Linked DNA regions of Arachis hypogaea: region 2 is linked to region 1. Evidence: chromatin contacts called from public Hi-C data. All regions are on one chromosome and are shown on one strand. The core of a region is the stretch at or near the end of the contact, and the rest is flanking DNA. Distances in the headings are between cores, read along the strand shown. Region 1 holds the start of LOC112775037. Region 2 has its middle 20 kb from the start of LOC112778847.

Region 1 (3,003 bases), core at 140-2,639:
GGGAGATTGGTGAATTTAAAGTGCTACTATAGCCATTACTGTAGAAAGAATGTGAAAAGGGATAACTTCGCGAGGAAGTTAAAGTGAAAGGAAGGAGAAGCGTGAGTCTCGGAAAACGTATCGAGTGGGTCAGTATTGATGGGAGGTTAAATGATAGTTATTACTGATTTTAAAATTTAAGTTTGAATTTGGATTAAGCGTTTTATCTTCCGATAAAGTTATCAAAGACAAACACATTAATTCAAGGGGTAATTTGTTGATCGAAAAAATATTTTCGATAAAGGTGAATTGTTCAAATTGATAAAGTGGTTGAAAACATAATCAGTGACACGTGTGCAAGCGTTAGATGGAGGTTCTTAACACGGATTCGATTTTGAGGCTTCCTGATAAATCGAGTGAGTCAAATCGAATGGGATATCTGAATTGGTTATTCGAAAAGTTGATTCGAGTAGTTATAGTAGTGAAGAAGTTAAGGATTTTTCATCATGCGAGGAAATTATAGGGAATGTGGAAAATCAAAAGGCGGGAACAGTTACGAAGGAGAAAGCATTCAAAATTTTAAATTTATAGTTAATTGTAATTAATTGTAATTAATTGTCAGTTACCAAAGATAGATTATAAATACTAAGAAGCCTTAGGAAATTAGGGTTGGAACTTTACTTCAGAAAACACTCAAGCACACTCACATCCCCAACAAATTTCTGAGTCTGCATTCGAGTTCAATTTCTATAGGGTTCCTTCCATGTTTTTAATTTTTCATTTACATTTTCTGTAAACTCTATTTTTCAAGTAAGTTTATCTTTTAAGCAATCTTTAACTTCCATGTTCAATTTACATTTCAGTACCTTTACTTTTTATGTTAAAGCCCTTTGACTCAGTTGAAGGCATTTTATTGCCTTGTTTAATTTCAACGCATTTTCTTCGTTTCCAGTTAATATTTTCTTTTCGAAAAATTTATTTTGTCATCTTTTATCTTAAATTACATAATTTAATTTATCTTTATTTTCAAATCCCATCTAATCGAAGACACTTTGATGCACTTCTAGAAAACTAGTACCTGCAAAGAAGAGTAGGTTTCGCTCCCAGACTACTAGATATCAAACCACCATCAATTTGCTAAAAATCGACAAAAGTAAAATTATTTTTTGTTTTGTTTTATAATAAACTTATTTTTTTAATTAATTAGTTAAAATTGACTTCACGGAAAACTGGTATTCTGACTTCACGAAAAAAAAAAAAAAGGTGAAAACTCAGGTAAAGTCGACTTCACATGAAGTTGATACCTCAAACTTCAAAGTCGTTAGATGAAAATTTAGTTAAATCAGTCAAATCATTTAACGGCTCTGAGGTATAACTTTACGTGAAGTTGACTGTATCTGTGTTTCCAACAAAAAAAAATAACCCCTCCCTATCCATCTCTTCGGCGGACAATACCGGGAGAAATATCATCTCTATTTTAAGGGGTTTTGAATTTTTGATTGATTTTTTTTTAAAAAGTACTAACTATTTTTATTTTTAAGAAGATTTTTTTTATTAAATAACTTTTTTAAAATTATATTCAAACATTTTTATAATTATATAAAAATAATTTTTTATTCAAAAGGCAATCCAATCCAAAACTAGTCTCTTTGGTGAGTTGCACCTTTTATGTGTGATGATCCCTCCCTAATGACAAGTATCATCAAACTTTGAGCAAGTATAATTTCATCTTTCAGCAAAGATGAATATCAGACGGATCATTCAAAAACTACCAACACTGTGGAATTTGTTGGAACTACAAATTCTGGTTCTGGTGAGTCTCTTCTTGCAAACGGCTCTGATACTTTTAGGGAGTCGAAGGAAGTACAAAAACAATGCAATAATGCAATTCGTGGTCTGGTGCTTCTATCTGTCCGCGGACTGGATAGCGACCATCGCTCTTGGTATTCTTTCTGAAGACATGAGAGATTCATCGAAAGACCTGGAATCCAAGTTCGTAGTTATGGCTTCTTGGGCACCTTTCCTTCTCGCGCATCTCGGTGGCCCTGACACAATCACTGCATATTCTCTTGAGGATAATGAACTTTGGCTGCGACACCTGATTGGCTTATTCTACCAGTGCTATGTGGCAGTTTACGTGGTCTACAAGTCATGGAAAGGGGGACATCTTAATTATGTTACCATTCCATTGATTGTGGCAGGAATGATCAAATATGGTGAGAGGACTTGGTCTTTGAGGTCCGGAAGCAGCCAAAATTTCAGAGAATCCATCATTCCAGCGCCAGACCCTGGACCGAATTATGCCAAATTTATGGATGACTACTCTGCAAAAAAGGCTGAAGGATACAGAGTTTCTTTAGGGAAAGTGATTAAAACTGCTCCTGCACCACCATTGACCCAAAGTGCAGCATTGAATAACAGTATTGCAAATGCTTCATGTTTACGCGACGGATTCTATTTCTTCAGGATTTTCAAGTGCCTATTCTCAGATCTCATCCTTAGTTTCCAAGACCACAAGAGCAGCCAAAGCTTCTTTAGGAGCAACTCCTGTGAACATGCTTTTCAAGTGGTTGAGATTGAACTTGGATTAATGTATGACATTCTATACACAAAGGCAATTTTCACATACACCCGTCTTGGCATTTTCGCCAAATTTGTGAGCATTTCTTGTACAATCTCTGCATTTGTTGTCTTTTGTCATTCCGTAGACATAAACCACAAGGAGAATGAGCGGGTTATTACTTTTGTGCTCTTTATTGGAGCTATTTTACTTGAGATATATGCTGTCATTGTTTTACTTTCTTCGAGTTGGACAATGATTTGGTTGAGCAAGCGCAAGAAATGGCTAGTGAATCCTCTCTATAGGTCTATCTCTCGTTTACAAGTTTTGCTTAAATTATCACACACTAAAAGCTGGTCCAACCAAATGTCACAGTTCAACCTTATTGATTTCTGCCTCAAGAATAAGTCAGTTTTATGCATCAAGGTCCAAATATGTCTTCACATTTATAGGCATTTTGAGAA
Region 2 (2,907 bases), core at 256-2,755, 200 kb before region 1:
CAATAGCATATGCTATAAAATTTTTTACACCGTACTCTCAAAACACAAGTATTATTCCTCTAAACAAGATTCACTTGGTAAAAGCACAAATATTTTTTTGAAAAAACATTGAAATCACTCTTAAAAGTAATATAATTTCTAGCGAAAATAACTAATTAAATATTTTAATGTGCATGTATTTATATTGAGAAAAATAATTAAAAATTATGTCTAAAAATTATTTACTAAACCACTTTATACCATTTTGTTGTGGATAATAATATTACATAAAAAGATGAAAATAAATAAATGATATATAAATATATTATCTTAATTAATTTAAAAATATTATTTAATACTTTATATATTATCTCAATTAATTTTTAATAAAAACTATAAAATACTAATAACTTCAATTAAATAAACTTGTTTTTGAATAATTAGCTATTATTATTATTATTATTCTAAAAGTTATCTGAAACTAAATTATTTATGGGGTTAAGATGTGAGATCCAAATTTCTTTTATGGCAGCGATCGACTTCCTTTAGCCCTAAGGTGCCGCTGTCAAGGACCTATGTGTACCAATATGAACATACATGTGTATTTATTAAATTATTTAATCCATAAATATGTTAACAAATATTGATACACTACTGTTAATTGAATTTAAAATAAAAAATATTCGTTATACTATAAAGGTATCAATGAGTACAATAAAAATATTAGTGAATATTATAAAAAATATTAATAAATAATTATTTTATTATACTTATTAATATTTAATTATGGTATAAAATAAAAAAATAAAGATAAATCTAATAAAAAAAATAATGGAGGTACAGTGCAAGAAAGTTCGCCTCTAGCTTAGGTAAATTTCAGGAATTACAGTCAAATTTACCTCTTTTTTAAGCGAACTTTGTGTAATTTTTAGAAGTTTGTCAAAGAGTTAAGCCAATTTTAAAACAATTAATAAAGTTCATCGACAAATTTGGCGAACTTCATAAAAACTCAAAAAAAAAAAAAAGAATCTAGAATATAAAAAAATTAGATTCGGAATATAATATTAGTTTAATTTATTTTTGGAAATATATTTTTATTTTAATAAAAAAATCCGTCACTTTGTAACCATATATGTTTTCAAAGCTTCGCAGATGTTATTTTATATGACATTTCGGAATATATATATATATATATTATTATGTTGTTTTTAATCAAAATTTGATTGGGATTTATATCTTAAAATCCTTCAGCCAAAAATTAATACCGAATGAACAAAAAAAATTCAACCCGTGTTTGTCGAAAGATAAAACACTATTGTCATAAGGTCCACACCCATAAACCCAACTTTTACGGACGAGCCAGTTTTAAGCAATAGTAGCTAAGTCCAAAAAAAAAAAAAAATACACACCAAGCCTCTTTTCATGTAACTTTGGCAAACACGAAATTTGAAACACTGCACAACGTTAAACTGGTTACACTCCCAGCGTGGATCTATGTACCTTCTTGTACAACCGTTGCAGCGAAAATCTAGCACAAATGACATATATATATGAGTGTATTATGTGGGTGTGAGGAGCATGGATGGAAGGTTTAAGATTAAGGCTATTCAATTTACTTGACCAAAAAAACAAAGTTTACAACTGTTCAAATTTTTTTAATTATATTTGACGTCTATGGCGGGCCTACCATTTTTGAAAAAAATGTTCTACATCCGTACAGCAGAGCACGTGAACAGCTTTTAATAAATTAATTATTTTTTGGAAAATTATAATGTACATAACCCCAATTTTTAAAGATTTACAGATTTTGGATGAGAAAAAGGCAATGACAACACGTGTCCATGAGCCATGCAAGTGGGTGCAGCGTGAAATTGTGTGGAGAATGATTTGTGCCCACTACAGAGCCGAGCTTCCCACGTTGAGGCAGGAGAAGGCTTCGTTTGGTTTTAATTTTTTTTTTGGACAAGCTTCATATGCATAAGTGGAGCAATGCAAGTCTTTGCAATGAATGGGTCCGGAGACAAAAAAAAAATGACCAAATGATGTTATATGAAGAACATATAATTGAAGGGTTTCTGACCCAAATAGAATAAATAAATATATATATATATATATATATATATATATATATATATATATATAAAAGATAAAAAAAATTATTAATTTAATATAATAAATGTGAGTTAAACAATATTTAATATGTGGTTGGACATTATTATATTAAAAATAGATGTATGATATAGTCAATTTTGCCAAAAAATTGTAATGAAAATTTCTTTTAAAGGTAATATACTTTAGATTTTAGAATTTGAGTGTAGGGTTTGGATTTTGGAAATTAGTGTGAATAAAATTAGCGGTAGGATTGGGAGTTTAGGATTTAGGAACAAAAATTAATTTAATATTTTTATGTATTATTTTTTGTATCGTAGTATAAATTTGTCAGTATCTGTCATCAGTTTGTGATATAATTACTGAATGTAAAATCTTTAGTCCAGTGTGCAGTGTTACGATTACTTATTTTTTTTCTAAGTATTAATGTTAATTAAAAGAAGGCAAAAGAAGAAGTGAGCTTGGTTAGTATGGATGTGGCTATGCCTCCAATGTGAAAATAAAATTTTTGACGCGTAGAATGTAAAATAAGAAAACAATCGGTCTTCGGTGTATTCTAAGTGGAGGTGATGAAATAGTGGTATTTATGAAATAGTGAAAGAAGTAAGGACGAGACAAAATGAAGATGAGATTCATGATTAATGCAAATGAGTTGTTAATCCATTGTAGTGAAAATAAAATGTCACATTAAACCGCAAATAGGAGAGCGTAAACACTCAACCATAAACTTGAGTCCAGAAACTTCAACCATGAGCCCTGAACCCCAAACAGGAAAAACCGAAAGAACGGAACTCGTATCCCTACTCCACAAAACACGAT

The links. A called contact is a pair of places that touch in the nucleus more often than the background predicts.
Region 2: a contact with region 1 is called in a Hi-C map of an unstated tissue, with 3 times the contacts expected there. The contact joins the enhancer-like site here to the promoter of LOC112775037 in region 1. A contact is called at or near these places in 3 of 8 Hi-C or Micro-C datasets (leaf and an unstated tissue).

What each region holds. Positions count from the first base shown.
Region 1 is chr19:137,665,197-137,668,199 of arahy.Tifrunner.gnm2.J5K5, reverse strand. LOC112775037 reads left to right here and starts at 1,389. Exons shown (of 2, transcript XM_072228053.1): 1 at 1,389-2,571. The coding sequence starts at 1,721.
Region 2 is chr19:137,867,014-137,869,920 of arahy.Tifrunner.gnm2.J5K5, reverse strand. No RefSeq gene overlaps it. Among protein-coding and RNA genes, the nearest start is that of LOC112778847, 20 kb to the left of the region's middle. Within about 2 kb of position 1,505, at least 3 of the 3 cell types and tissues checked have open chromatin away from gene starts, as enhancers often do.